2 separate regions of the Zea mays genome follow, and region 1 is linked to region 2. A link is a contact called in public Hi-C data. All regions are on one chromosome and are shown on one strand. Each heading gives the region's core, a stretch centred on a gene start, on an enhancer-like site or on the middle of the called end of the contact. The rest is flanking DNA. Distances are from core to core; before and after follow the strand shown.

Evidence for each region. Hi-C and Micro-C count contacts between places; a contact is called where the count stands out from the background.
Region 1: a Hi-C map of ear shows a contact between it and region 2, with 3 times the contacts expected there. The contact joins the promoter of LOC100279213 here to the promoter of mbd101 in region 2. A contact is called at or near these places in 2 of 25 Hi-C or Micro-C datasets (ear and tassel).

Annotation. Positions count from the first base shown.
Region 1 is chr8:110,360,888-110,364,518 of Zm-B73-REFERENCE-NAM-5.0, reverse strand. LOC100279213 (ARM REPEAT PROTEIN INTERACTING WITH ABF2) reads left to right here and starts at 1,704. Exons shown (of 20, transcript NM_001152237.2): 1 at 1,704-2,101; 2 at 2,193-2,359; 3 at 2,813-2,985; 4 at 3,068-3,188; 5 at 3,296-3,370. The coding sequence starts at 1,756.
Region 2 is chr8:109,390,284-109,394,435 of Zm-B73-REFERENCE-NAM-5.0, reverse strand. It overlaps mbd101 (methyl-binding domain 101), which reads right to left and starts at 1,744. Exons shown (of 2, transcript NM_001111702.1): 1 at 1,674-1,744. The coding sequence starts at 1,712.

The DNA of each region.
Region 1 (3,631 bases), core at 455-2,954, 970 kb before region 2:
GGGAGAAACACATAAGCTTGAGTAGGTTCGAGTCGCTCGAGAGGCGTAATACCCTACGTCCTATGATGGTTTTTGGTATTGAGGCGAGTTTACAAGCTATGGACTATGAGAATGGTGGACTGAGGGTGAGATGAAAATGGAAGGGGTGCCTCCTGGCCTTATATACACAACCAAGGATAGCCCTCCGTACAGATGACGATCACAATCCCTTTTTCTTATCTCCTGATTTATAGCGAACAATCTTCCTTGATCTCGGGGAATTCTTACGTTCTCGCGCTCGAGTTATCGCCGACGGTTTAGCCTGTCAGGTGGGCGCAACCAACCCCGCTTGACATACCCGTGCTCTTGTAACATCTAACTCGGACGTGTGCCTCTTTCGTATTAGAACATGTTTACCTCTGTTGGTTTCCTTTATCCGGTCCACCACAAGACGCCTCAGGAGGGCTCCTGCTAGGTGGCTCAGACGTGGACCCGGGGATATCCATCCCCCACAGTACTCAAAAAGACCCAAAGGCCTTCCAAAGACGGCCCACTAACCGCCCGGTCTGCCTGCTAAGCAGCTCGGCGCGAAGGTCCAAAAGGCCTCCATGTGACGGCCCGCCAAGCCGACCAACCTGTCCGCCTAGCAACCTAGCGAGGCGGGGCTGCCGACCAACCTGCCAACCGAGCAACCAGCGAGGCGGGGCTGCCGACCAACCTGCCCACCAAGCAACCCAACAAGGCGACATCCGACTCTCAGGCGAACATCTCTATTGAAAAGAAGAACCGACCTAGTACTATCGAGTCACGTCGATGCGATGAGATATCACCGAGCCATACCCAGAATGTAGAAGCGGTGACGAGTAAATTTGATGTTCAACACTCTGGTGCGGCAAGGTGAAAAGGGGGCGACTAGGATTTGGTGTCATGCGAGCCACCTTACGAGAGATGATGTGAGTTGAAATTGTGATTTCTCATTAGCTATATAGAATACATTTATGCAGGATATAGAAGCAATGAGATCGGTCACCATGCACCGTTTGAATTAGGGGTGGATATCGAGCTGGCTCGACTCGGTTCGAGTTGGCTCGTTAAGATAACGAGCTGGCTCGGCTCGACTCGTTATGTTAACAAGCTGAAAAACCAACTCGGCTCGACTCGTTTGCCAACTCGAGCTGGCTCGTTTAGCTCACGAGCCAGCTCGATAATACCATGTCTAGTGTCTACAAACGGATATAAAAACATGTAGCAAAAGAAAAGAATGAGATATATTTAAAAAAAAGAATAGAGTTTGCAACTTAAGATTCCACACTCAACAAAGAACAAGATTAACTATAGTAGAGTACAAGATTAACTATTTTGGATCCGAATTATTGTAATTTGACTAATTACTCCAACTCATTTGGCTCGCGAGTCAGCTGGCTCGTTATTGTAACGAGTTGAAATACAAGCTCAACTCGTTACAAATTATAAACGAGTCGAGTTGAGTCGAGCCACTATTAAGTCGAGTCGAGCGAGTTAACGAGCTATGAGTTTTTCGTCCAACCCTATTAAAGGTTTGAACGTTTCAAATTAGATGTGTTTATTATGGATATATACGATTTTTTTTATGGGTCTGCGGGTAAGTTTTCGTTCCCACGCACATTCATTTTTTTCCCTTCTCATTTCTACTTTTCTATCCAACACGACCCTACCGGCTACCGCGCCGGAATCACACTGCTTGTGCCTTTTCCTCCTCAACCCGACACGCTCTCCGCGCCGTCGTCGACCAATCGAATGGAGGCGGAGCAGCAAAAGCAGCAGCCCCAGCGCCCGCGCCGAAAGGGGCTGAAGCGGAAGCTGGAGGACGAGGCATCCGCCGCCGTCGCCGCCGCCGCCACATCCGCAGCAGCATCCGCCGCCGCCGCCTCGCTCGGCAGCGCGGGCGCCGACGATGACAACGAGGAGGAGGACGGCTCGGCGGGCACCCCCGAGATCTGCTGCCGCCACTCCCACGCGGCTCTTGCCCGCGAGGTCCGCGCGCAGGTTGATGCCCTCGTCCGCTGCGCCTCCTCGTGGCGCCACGCCGACCGCGCCGCCGCCAAGCGCGCCACCCATGTCCTCGCCGAGCTCGCCAAAAACGGTAACCTCCCTTTTCCAAACCTCATTCCGGCCGCACCGGTCCGTGCTCCCGCATCCTTACTGAGTGGATCTGGTGGTCCTCAATTGAACAGAGGAGGTTGTCAACGTGATTGTGGAGGGCGGTGCCGTGGCGGCCTTGGTGTGCCACCTAGAAGAGCCTGCTGTGGCGGCGCCAACGCAGGAGGAACAACAACTGCGGCCGTTTGAGCATGAGGTTGAGAAGGGCGCTGCCTTCGCTCTGGGCCTCCTAGCTGTAAAGGTTTCTTTATTAATTCCCTAATTTAGTTGTAGATGCACTTTGGTACCAATGCAATTACTTGTATGACCGACGAATTTATGTTGTACATAGTATGAATTTTCAAGTTTCCTGTGACATGGGAATATGGGATTACAATGTTTATGAGCTTCAACTATCCCATATATGTACAGTAATTCTGAACGCCTGAACCTGCATCGTCATATATCTGTATTTCTTGCAAGACTGTAAGATCCTATTCCTTTTAATAGTTAGAGAATTCTAGAAAATTCCAAGTGCTATCTACTTTATACTTTGCTCTAGTACCCTTTATAAAAACTTAAGAGCCTAAGAAATACTAAACCCTCTAGTTCTGTGGGGATCTTTAATAGTTGTGTTTTGAGCATTAATGCTTTATTGTTGTGTACTTCTCACCAAGTTACTATTAATCATTTATTTTGTGTCTCACTGTAACAGCCTGAACATCAACAACTTGTAGTTGATGCTGGTGCATTACCTCCTCTAGTGAAACTCTTGAAAAGGCAGAAAAATACTACAAATTCGAGGGTGGTTAATAGCGTTATCAAGAGAGCAGCTGATGCAATTACCAATCTTGCACATGAGAATAGCAACATTAAAACTAGCGTCAGGTTTTGTTTTATGCCTCTTTGATCATTTGATAACCTTTTCCTCGAGAAGTTTTCACTTGCTGATGGTTTTGTTGTACTGCAGAATGGAAGGTGGAATCCCACCACTTGTTCAATTGCTAGAATCACAGGATCTTAAGGTGCAAAGAGCAGCTGCTGGGGCCTTGCGTACTTTAGCCTTTAAAAATGATGAAAATAAAACTCAGGTGACATATCAAAATCAATGAAGGCTATACTTATGTTAGATTTTGACATCTGAACTTGCATATGCTTTTTACACATATTCATGACATGGTAAATTCCTGTAATGCAGATTGTTCAATGCAATGCTTTGCCAACTTTGATCTTAATGCTGCGATCTGAAGATGCTGCAATTCACTATGAAGCAGTAAGGCCTCGTGCTATTCTCCAGTTTTGATTATGAGGCACTGAATATTCTGATGTCAACTCCACTTCACTAAGAGCATTTTTCACACTGTTGAGATGCATCTTTTGACTGATTACGAGCAGGCTAATGTTGTTACAGATAAATGATCATATCCTTTGAAATTGTGCCATTCTACAGTTTTGCACAATCCTTAAGCAGCATTAATTATTGCAAGGCTTTATGAAATATAAAATTTTAATATTCCATCTTGAAACTTTATGC
Region 2 (4,152 bases), core at 495-2,994:
TGACACTCGCCGGTCTACTTCAAGCTATGCAATCTTCCTGGGTGACAATCTTGTGTCATGGTCCTCCAAGCGTCAAAACACAGTCTCTCGTTCGAGTGACGAGGTTGAGTATCGGGCTGTGGCTAATGGTGTTGCAGAAGCTTCCTAGTTGCGGCAGCTCTTGATGGAACTACATTCTCCTTTGACTCGCAGGAGCTTGGTCTATTATGACAATGTTAGTGCCGTCTACATGTCCTCTAACCCGGTTCAGCACCAGCGTACAAAGCATATTGAGATTGATCTTCACTTTGTTCGCGACAAGGTCGCCATTGGGGATGTTCGTCTTCCGACGACATCTTAGTTTGCTGACATTTTCACTAAAGGCATGTCGTCCTCGATCTTCACCGACTTTAGATCCAGTCTCAACATCTGTCGTGGCTAGAGTTGGGACTGCACGGGGGGGGGGGGGGGGGGGGGGGGGTTTAGAATATTTGTATAGGCCTTATGTGTGTGGGGGGTCGGGCTGTCATTTGCGTATGTACAGGCCCGGCCCATAGGTGTTGCGCCACCTCTGCTGGGAGGTTTTTCCCCCTGTCTTGCCGCCACCCTCCTGTAGGCGGCAGCCCTAGGGTTTCCTCCCCTCCTGTCTGCCTATATATGTTGCCCCTTGGGGTCCTATCAATACACACAAATCATAGGCGACTATCCCTGTCCAACAACTTGGATTCTAATAATGGCAAATGATTGTTTTGTTCTCTTAAATTCCTCCCTTCTGGTTACTAGCAATAAACTTAGACATTTACACCTAAAATCTGAACCAAAGCATAACAGCACACCAGCAACTTCTGTAATAATACATGTAAAACATTTCAAGAACTCAAAGACAAATTTCGCGTTTGCATTGATTCACCTGATAAAAACCGTGCATGACATGAAAGCATATACAAGACTCAAAGAGCAAACGATGGGTGCTTTAGAATCAATTTAAGATACTTTCTTTTCCATTTTCCCAATATTTCAGGTGCCTGATTTTTTAGATGACATCATGCAACATTTTTGTACAACTAACTAGTAGAGGTAAATTATTTTCTTATGATTTATCTTTGTATCATAACGTATCGAATTTTTGTCTTTGTTTGACTATAAAAATAGTTGTTAGCTGTCTTTGTGTCAACACGGATCAGATTTTATTGGGTTTGTGATTTTGTCTAATTGGTTTTTTATTCTCGAAACTGTAATTTTAGTATATAAAATATATGCAATAACCGTCGTCTAAAAAAACTAGAATTCAGGCATATGAATTTTAGCAAATCCCTTTCTTTTTATCAAAATGGATTTGCGGGAGAACCTATGTGTGAATCGACCCAACCCTAATCCCCAATGTCTGGAACTAAAATTGCACGCAATATTTTCCGTATCAAAAATCAAGCATGCATACTAGCACTACAATCTAGCGCGGACACAAACCTTTCGAAACAAAATAACCAGATGCAACCGATGAACCAAGTGGTTAATAGAGCCACTACTATATCCAACAAAGTCAACACCTGATAATGATGTATCTGGCACAAAACGAAGTACCCACATCAACGACGCAGGCCGCCAGGGCAAGAAGGGGCCAAAGCTACAGCGCATATCAATCCACAAAACAAGGTGCCATCGATCTGTGAGGAAGAGCGCGAAGAAGTGCAAACCTGAGAGGGGGCCGAACCCGGGGTCGACCCTGTTGTCATGCCGACGGCGAGGTGGCAGAGGGGCACAGGCGACACGGGGATTGGGGAATGGACGGGCTGTATCTGTTTGTGAGAGGAGGACTGCGGAGGGCCTGGTCGTCAACTAGAGATCGACAATGGGCCTGATTCCCAATTTCTTACCATGACTCGGATTGTTCTATGGGCCGCAGAAAACCCCCGGATAAACTTGGGGCGTAGCTTTCACAGGATGTGTGTGATCAGAAGCGTACTATAAACTCCTAGGTCAAATTTCGCGCATGCATCACGTGATCGGTTCATTGCATAGGTGCATGAGAATAGTCTCTAAATTCTACACTATAAAATTTAAAAATCAGATTGGATTAGAATAAACTCTATTTCTACTCATTTTTAAACTAAAAATTATTTATAGCGTTATTATTTTGTAAAGAATCATTTGGATCGCGATCCATTATCAATTACCACCCCTAGCTACGTCCAAGCTCGCGTCGTCCCGTGGACCGTGTGCAGCGGGTATTCGATTGGTGGGTTGGAGCCTACACCCGCGCCTGCAGCCATTGGCTCATTTTGGCTTGCTTGCCTACATGCGTGTAAACGCAGCTTTCCCACGTTTCCCGCGGGCCAGGCTCGTGCGAAGCCAGTGCGGGATACCAATCACGCGTGCAGAGGACGTGTGAATTCCCTGAAGACTCGCTGACTTCCGGACAAGTCAGCACCAATCTCGTAGACGCGGGGGACTGAACGTTCGGCGCATCGTGTGTGTAACTCCTCTTCTATCGAGAATAAGGCAGAGAGGGAGCTCCTACGAAAACAGAGACACATCAATAGGCATAGTCATCTTCTAGCTCGAGAACTCTTTGTAACTAAGAACATTGTGCAATACAACTCCACAAACTCACAGGGTGTAGGGTATTACACGCACAAGCGGCCCAAACCTTTATAATTCTATGTGTTCTGTCGTGCCCTAAACAAACCATCGAGCTACGATTGGTCTCGCCATCCTCCCAAAAGCACTATGCGGTATCCTGTAGTGTGTCGTCGGGACCAAACACCGACATTGTAGGCAATTCATTATTTTTAAATAGCAAGATGATTTTAGCCTCTCTAATCACCTTTGGTATCCTTGCTCAAAAAATCCCTTAGGATATGGGGATGGAGAAGTTTCTTCCCCCATAGGGATGTAAACAGGAAAAAATCTCCCTCGATAGATAAACGGGGACGGGGATAGGGAAACATTTCCTATCCTCATTCCCGCAGGGATCTATTAAACTTACACGTGACAATGTTTTCGTGTAATAGTTAATGATAAAAATAAAAAATTACCTTGTCAAGAGACCACTCATTATGCAAAATGTGTTCATTTTGATGTACACATAATGTTTTTCATTGACAATATGTATAAGTGACAATGTTTTGTATTAATAACAAATGGCATATGATTATAATTTAAGCGGGGAGGGGATCTTCGTCGAGGATTTATCCCCATGGGGTATGAGGATGGGAAACAAATATCCCCGCAAACGTTCATGGGTTTCCCTCGAGGAAAAAATTTTCATCACGAGGACGGGGAGCTATTCCTCGATGGGAAATTCCCTATTGCCATACCTAGTCAAGACTGAGGAATATGGAGCTTGTATTTTGTATGGGTTTGTCGGGGACCATAATTAGGGGTACCCTCAAGACGCCTAATTCTCAGCTGGTAACCCCCATCAGCATAAAGCTGCAAAGGCCTGATGGGCACGATTAAGTCAGGGATCAGTCCATACGAGTGACTCGATCACGCTTCACCCGAGCCTAGCCTCGGCCGAAGGCAGCCGACCTCGAGAGACTTCTGTCTCGCCCGAGGCCCCCTTTTTATGGCGGACACATCACCGGCTTGCCCAAGGCCTTGGCTTCGCTCAGAAGCAACCTTGACTAAATCACCACACCGACTGACCAAATTGCAGGTGCATTTAACGCAAAGGTGGCCTGACACCTCTATCCTGACACGCGCCCCCGGCAGAGCCGAGGTGACCGCCGTCACTCCACCGCTCCACTGGCCAGTCTGACAGAAGGACAGCGCCACCTGCGCCACTCCGACTGCAGTGCCACTCGACAGAGTGAGTCTGACAGGCAATTAGGCCTTGCCAAAGGCGCCACGGCGAACTCCGCTCCGCCCGACCCCAGGGCTCGGACTCGGGCTAAGACCCGGAAGACGGCGAACTCCGCTCCGCCCGACCCCAGGGCTCGGACTCGGGCTAAGACCCGGAAGACGGCGAACTCCGCTCCGCCCGACCCCAGGGCTCGGACTCAGGCTAAGACCCGAAAGACGACGAAACTCCGCCTCGCCCGACCCCAGGGCTCGGACTCCGCCCTAGCCTCGGCCGGACGACTTCCGCCTCGCCCGACCCCCTGGCTCGGGCTCGGCCACGGCAACTGAAGGCAAGACTCAACCTCGGCTTCGGAGGAAACCCCACGTCGC